Linked DNA regions of Delphinus delphis: region 1 is linked to region 2. The links are chromatin contacts, called in public Hi-C maps. All regions are on one chromosome and are shown on one strand. Each heading gives the region's core, a stretch centred on a gene start, on an enhancer-like site or on the middle of the called end of the contact. The rest is flanking DNA. Distances are from core to core; before and after follow the strand shown.

The links. A called contact is a pair of places that touch in the nucleus more often than the background predicts.
Region 1: a Hi-C map of lung shows a contact between it and region 2, with 5 times the contacts expected there. The contact joins the promoter of PNN here to the promoter of FBXO33 in region 2. A contact is called at or near these places in 2 of 3 Hi-C or Micro-C datasets (lung and muscle).

The regions. Positions count from the first base shown.
Region 1 is chr2:60,150,282-60,152,981 of mDelDel1.2, reverse strand. PNN (pinin, desmosome associated protein) reads left to right here and starts at 1,325. Exons shown (of 9, transcript XM_060004647.2): 1 at 1,325-1,600; 2 at 2,264-2,335. The coding sequence starts at 1,488. It overlaps TRAPPC6B (trafficking protein particle complex subunit 6B), which reads right to left and starts at 149. Exons shown (of 6, transcript XM_060004649.1): 1 at 126-149. The coding sequence starts at 134.
Region 2 is chr2:59,940,966-59,943,665 of mDelDel1.2, reverse strand. FBXO33 (F-box protein 33) reads right to left here and starts at 1,357. Exons shown (of 3, transcript XM_060004638.1): 1 at 529-1,357. The coding sequence starts at 1,136.

The sequences.
Region 1 (2,700 bases), core at 76-2,575, 210 kb before region 2:
GGACCACCAGGGAAGTCCCAGAGTCATGTAATTATTTATCAACACTCATCCTTCTTATCCAGTTTTACTTTTTCTTTTTTCTATAGCACTTAACCCATTTCTACCATGCTATGTAATTTACTTACGCTTATCATATGTCTCCTCACTCTTCCTGCCTCCAAGCTCCTTGTGGGCAGATATCTTTACTGTACACTGACTATCCAAGGGCCTAGAATAGTGCCTGGCAAAAAGCAGGAGTTCCATAAATATTTGTTGAATGAATAAGTACATGAATGATCTTTGCTCCCTGAGGAGCCTACAGACTACATGGCAGCAGGAACCACAGTTATCTTGTTCTAGGCTTTTTTCCAGAGTCTAGCTTAACACAGTAAGGGCTTTTAAGTATTGCTGGATGAATTAAAATGGTAACTCAGATTAAATACAGTTGGCCTGCTAATGCTTGGTGCAAGGATGACTGGCTGCAGATGGAGGATGAGAACACAAGGATTATTGATAATATTGTTTCTGTGGGAAAATGCTTAGTGATCTACAATTTACAAATACATTTCTGGAACAAAGCCGGTTCTCACTTTGGCAGTGCGGGTAGAGCAGAACCAGAAGGTGGACGACACACACACAGCTAACAGTAGCGCTGCTCCCCCAGACCCTATTTTAAACCAACCAGCTCTAGACCGGTGTAGAGGCTAATGCACGTCTTTTCTGTCTCTGTCTCTTTTTTAATTGTAGTAAAGCCTTGCACATAGTCTGATCGATCGTATGATGATTCTGGGCCGGCGTGACCTGGGGACAGTTACGGTATTTCCTTATCAGTATTAACAGGCAGTTTATTCACGCTTTTGGTTTGTGGGGGATAAGGCACGTGAAATGTCTCACAGAGTACAACACAAAGCAATTGTTAGCTATTATGATGAATGACTTTTCCTCTTCCTTCACTTTTCGCTTCCCTCTGCTCATTTGAGCTTAACCTAGTCAAGAGAAGCCTGCGCCCCTCCCACTGCCTCTCTGGGCATGCGCACCAACAGAACGGCCGCACCCTGTCCTAATCAAATCATTTACCCGGGAAAAAGGGAAAAAAAGACTCGCCTGCACCCTACTCTGAGGGGAACAGATGGTAAAACGATAAGAGGCCGTCATATACAGGTTAAAAGGGCTGGAAAACTCCACTCTCCCCGCCAGAAGAGCCGGCCCGCAAACTCACGTCTTCGGGAACCCAGAGACTCTCAAATCCGCCCCGACTCTGCGCTAGAAGCCGAGCCCAGCCACCCGCAGCTAATCGGGGAGGGAAGCGACCGTCTGGCGGACTTTTCATTGGCCCAGAGTCACAAAGGCTGGCAGCTTCTCCCCCTTCCGGTTGCTGAGTGGTTGAGGCCGAAATACAACTCCTATCTCCATTGGCTGAGTCCAGCAGTCAGTCTTCTCGCGTCTCGCGGCGCGACACAAGCAGGCGTGGCCTGGAGAGCAGTCTCGGAGCCTGCTGCAGGGAGAAGATGGCGGTCGCAGTGAGAACTTTGCAGGAGCAGCTAGAAAAGGCCAAAGAGAGCTTAAAGAATGTGGATGAGAATATTCGCAAGCTCACCGGGCGGGATCCGAATGACGTGAGGTGAGGGGCGGATGGGAAATGCCGGCTCCGAGAGGCAGCCACGAAGCCGGGGTGAGTTGGGGCGGTGAGGGCGGACAGTCCTGAGAGGACTCGAACATCGAGGCCTGTTCCCGGGGCAGCCGTGGAACCCCGTCCTCGGTGAGGTGGGAATTTCCAAGGCTCCCACCGTAAGTCCTGGAGCTCAGGTGCGTGAGGAAGGAGAGCGGGGCCTGGGTGCGCCAGGATGGCTTCCCGTCCAGCGGGAAGGCCCAGACTGCCGATTCCCGCCCTCGGCCCTGCAGGCCCGGAACTGCAGCACAAAGCCTTCCTTCTCCCGGGGCCACCCGATTCGGGGCTGGCCCGGAGACGCTCCCGGGACGCGGTCCGGCCGCCTCGCCCCCTGGCTCTTGCCCACGTGCAACTTCCTTTGGGTTGGCGAAATCCGGACCTGATTCAAGCTTGTTAATGTGTAGTGGCATCGAGGTAAATATAATTTCTGTGATACTGGTCGTGGAAAAATCAGGAAGTTAACAAAGTGCTTAGTGTCCTGTTTCAAACACGTGGGTTTTGAAACCATCATCTTCGAACTTTTCTGGTTAATTTCTTTTGATGATGAACCGCACCCGTTAAAATATTTGGTGCTATTAGAAACGATTTTTGTACTGATTTGTAAATATCTTGTAGGCCCATCCAAGCCAGATTGCTGGCCCTTTCTGGTCCTGGTGGAGGTAGAGGACGTGGTAGTTTATTGCTGAGGTAAGATTTCCTTAGGATTTTGATTCATTGGTACTTACTACACTAAATTAATGAAATGATTTAAACAAATTTCGTGGTCGAGCCAATGTTAGAAATGTTTGGTTTGTTTGAAGCTGTGATCAGCTGTAGTTTTCTGCAGAGTTATCCTGGAATTTCATTTGCATTCAAAACTAGACATTGAAGAATATAGTAGCTATACCAGTTATGTGCACACTTAACTTATTCTCATAGTTTTAAAAGAAATGCTACAAAAGCATCTTGAAGTAAATGCCAATTTAAGGTTACTTTAACTGGAAGTTTTTTTTTTTATTGCAACTAAATTATCTTCCTTAAATGGAAATACCATTTTTCTCAAATTCCAAGTG
Region 2 (2,700 bases), core at 108-2,607:
AAATGGCTGTCAAAGATTTTTTGCAAGGAGAGTCTTGTAACTATGAGAAACCAGTAGCATACCTACTCCTTCCTCCACCACAAACTATTCTGAATGGATAGATTCAGAAACAAAAAAAAAACGGATTATGGTTTGTTTCTCCCAAGACTCACTCTGGGCCTCACCCTCCAAGCTTCAGCTCTCCCATCTGTAAAAAGAAGAATGACGGCGCCTGTCAACTCCATCCTACTGGTACCGAAAGGATGGATGAGACAGTGCCTGGAAGGCGCCAGGAGTGCTGTCTGATAAACACTAAGTCCTTCACTGTTTATAAAGTATTATGAGTCCCATTACGCCCTCCCACCTCAAAGGAATCGCCGGATTAGAACTGACACCCCCAGTCACTGAAAAGAGCAACGAGCAACGCTGAAGCGGGCGGGGCGTATCCGCACTGAATCTGTTTCGAGGTGTGAGGAAGGAGGCGACCCTGCGCCCCGGAGAGGAGGAACGGGGAGAGAAGGTTGAACGCAGGGGCCGCGAAGAGCCTACCTGTTGTTCCGGATGCTGACCAGCACGCACAGCACCAGCTCTAAGTAGGTGTGTAGCACTTCCAGCCAACGGGTTGAGAGCTGCAGGGCTTCGACTTCTTCCCCGCCAGTCCTGGTGTCGACGCGGCCTCCATCGCCCGGGCCGCCTCCGCCGCTCAGGTAATTCTCCGCGGCGAATTCAACGCGCAGCTCTCGCACAAACCAGCCGCACTTGCGCATGAGGAATTCGAGCCGTGGCTGCTCCGAGGGCGAGACGCGGAGGCAGATGCGGAGCTGGGGCCAGAGAGCCGGGTAGAAGAGGCACTCGCGCCAGTGAGAACAGGAGGCCGAGGCCCGTAGCCGGTCGGAAGCGGACAGGAAGGAGAAGATGTGCACGATTAGCTCGCTGGGCAGCGACGCGGCGCCTGCCGCTTGTCCGCACAGAGCCATTCGGCCCCGCCGCAGGCTGCCGGTCCTCGGCCGCCCCCGCAGTCCCCGGAGCAGCCCCCGCAGCCGTCGCAGCTGCTGCAGCCGCAGCCGCTGCCGCCGCCACCGCGCCACCCGGGCGGCCCCGGCTCGGGTTCGGGCTCCCGGTGGTCGGGGCTGCGGCACTGACAAGAACAACAACATCAATGACAAGGAAGAAGGGGGCGGAACCGTCGTGGGTCTCGGCGGAACCAAGTGCAGCACAAGTTGCGGAGAGGGGTAATGGCCTCTGCGGGGGTGGCCTCCAGATAGTCAGGCTCTGGCCTCTCAACCTCTACTCATGCGCATCCGAGGCCTGCACACTCAGGAACTTCAAAACCCTCGCTTGGACTGGTTAGGGGCCCGGAAGCGGCAGGATTTATTGTAAGGAAATGGCAGCCCTCCCCGCGCCTGGAGGCGGAGGCAGAGCAGTGGTAGGAGCTGAGTTTGACGTCACCGGTGGTGGGAGGAGCCCTGCGTGACTGGGCGCGACTTCCGGAAGAAGGGAGCGCCAGATTGACGGTAGGGAAGGGAGACGCAGCATGTGATCCCTGACGCAGGCAGGCAGACCGGCGGGGCGGGGCGGGGCGGGGCGGGGCGGGGCGGGAAGCGCTGGTGGTGCCGGCGATGGGCGCCCCCTCCCGTCTGACAGAGGCCGCCGAGTTCCGTCAAGTCTGTAAGTCGGTTAACTTGGGCGCTCAGGCGGTGGAGGTGGCGGAACTCGCGTTGGTGCAAGGGCTCGTGACGCTTCTCATTATACGTTTCTCTGTTGCTGGGCTGAGGACTCAAGAGCCAGAGTGGTGGCTTGGGTCTTTCTCAGCCATTCCACCTGCCCGGAGTATTGTTGGGAGTTTCTGAGAGAGAGCCGCTAAGGATGGGGGGCGGGCGCAGTCGCGGGCTTCCCCGGAGGGGCTGGGTCGCGTAGAGGAGAAGCGCGGGGCGGGGCGGCTGGAGGCCGGACGGAGGTCGTGAGTGGACACCCCCCATTCCTTGTTCGGACCTCGAAGTGGACTTGCGCGTACACCTGGTGTGTGAGGAAGGAGTGAGGACAGCGCCACCCTTTGGATTTAGAGGGAGAGGAGGAAAAAAAGGCGAATGAGTTAGGTTTGTTGGTTGATAATGGGCCTCTTCTCCGCGGTTTGAGGGAGGCTCCGAGTTCCCGATTTTGAGGCCCTAGGTGTAAAGAAGCTGATTGTTAGGGTAAAGGTTTTCTTTAGCTTGGCGCCCCTAATTTGAGAGAGGGACTTTCGAAAGAGTGTATCTTAACTTCATCGCACTTGGGAAGTAGTTAACTGATTGTAAGGGTCAGGGAAGTCAGAAAAGGAGTAAGTGATTTTATGTAATAATTGAGGATTGCTTCAGTGAGGCTGCCGCTTCAAAGCCTTAACTATGATCTTGGAACAGCCTAGTTTTCTAGTGATTAACTCCAATAAGCTGTTCTACTAGATATTTTTAGCTCTTTGAAGGCAAAACTCTCCATTCATGTTGCTTTGATGACTTTTGGTGTCTTGCACATACCACGTTGCCAGTGATGTGTTATCTTCATTTTGGTACCAGTAGAAAAAAAAAGAAAAAAGCTAGCCTTCATGGTAGCTCACTTCTCTGAACCTCTTGTCTGCGAGAGATTCTTCTATGTAATTATTATTATATTTTTATGAATGAGCACTAATAGAAACAGCAGTGAATTAGGAAGTTGAGACTTGGATTTAAATTTTTTATATTTTAAACT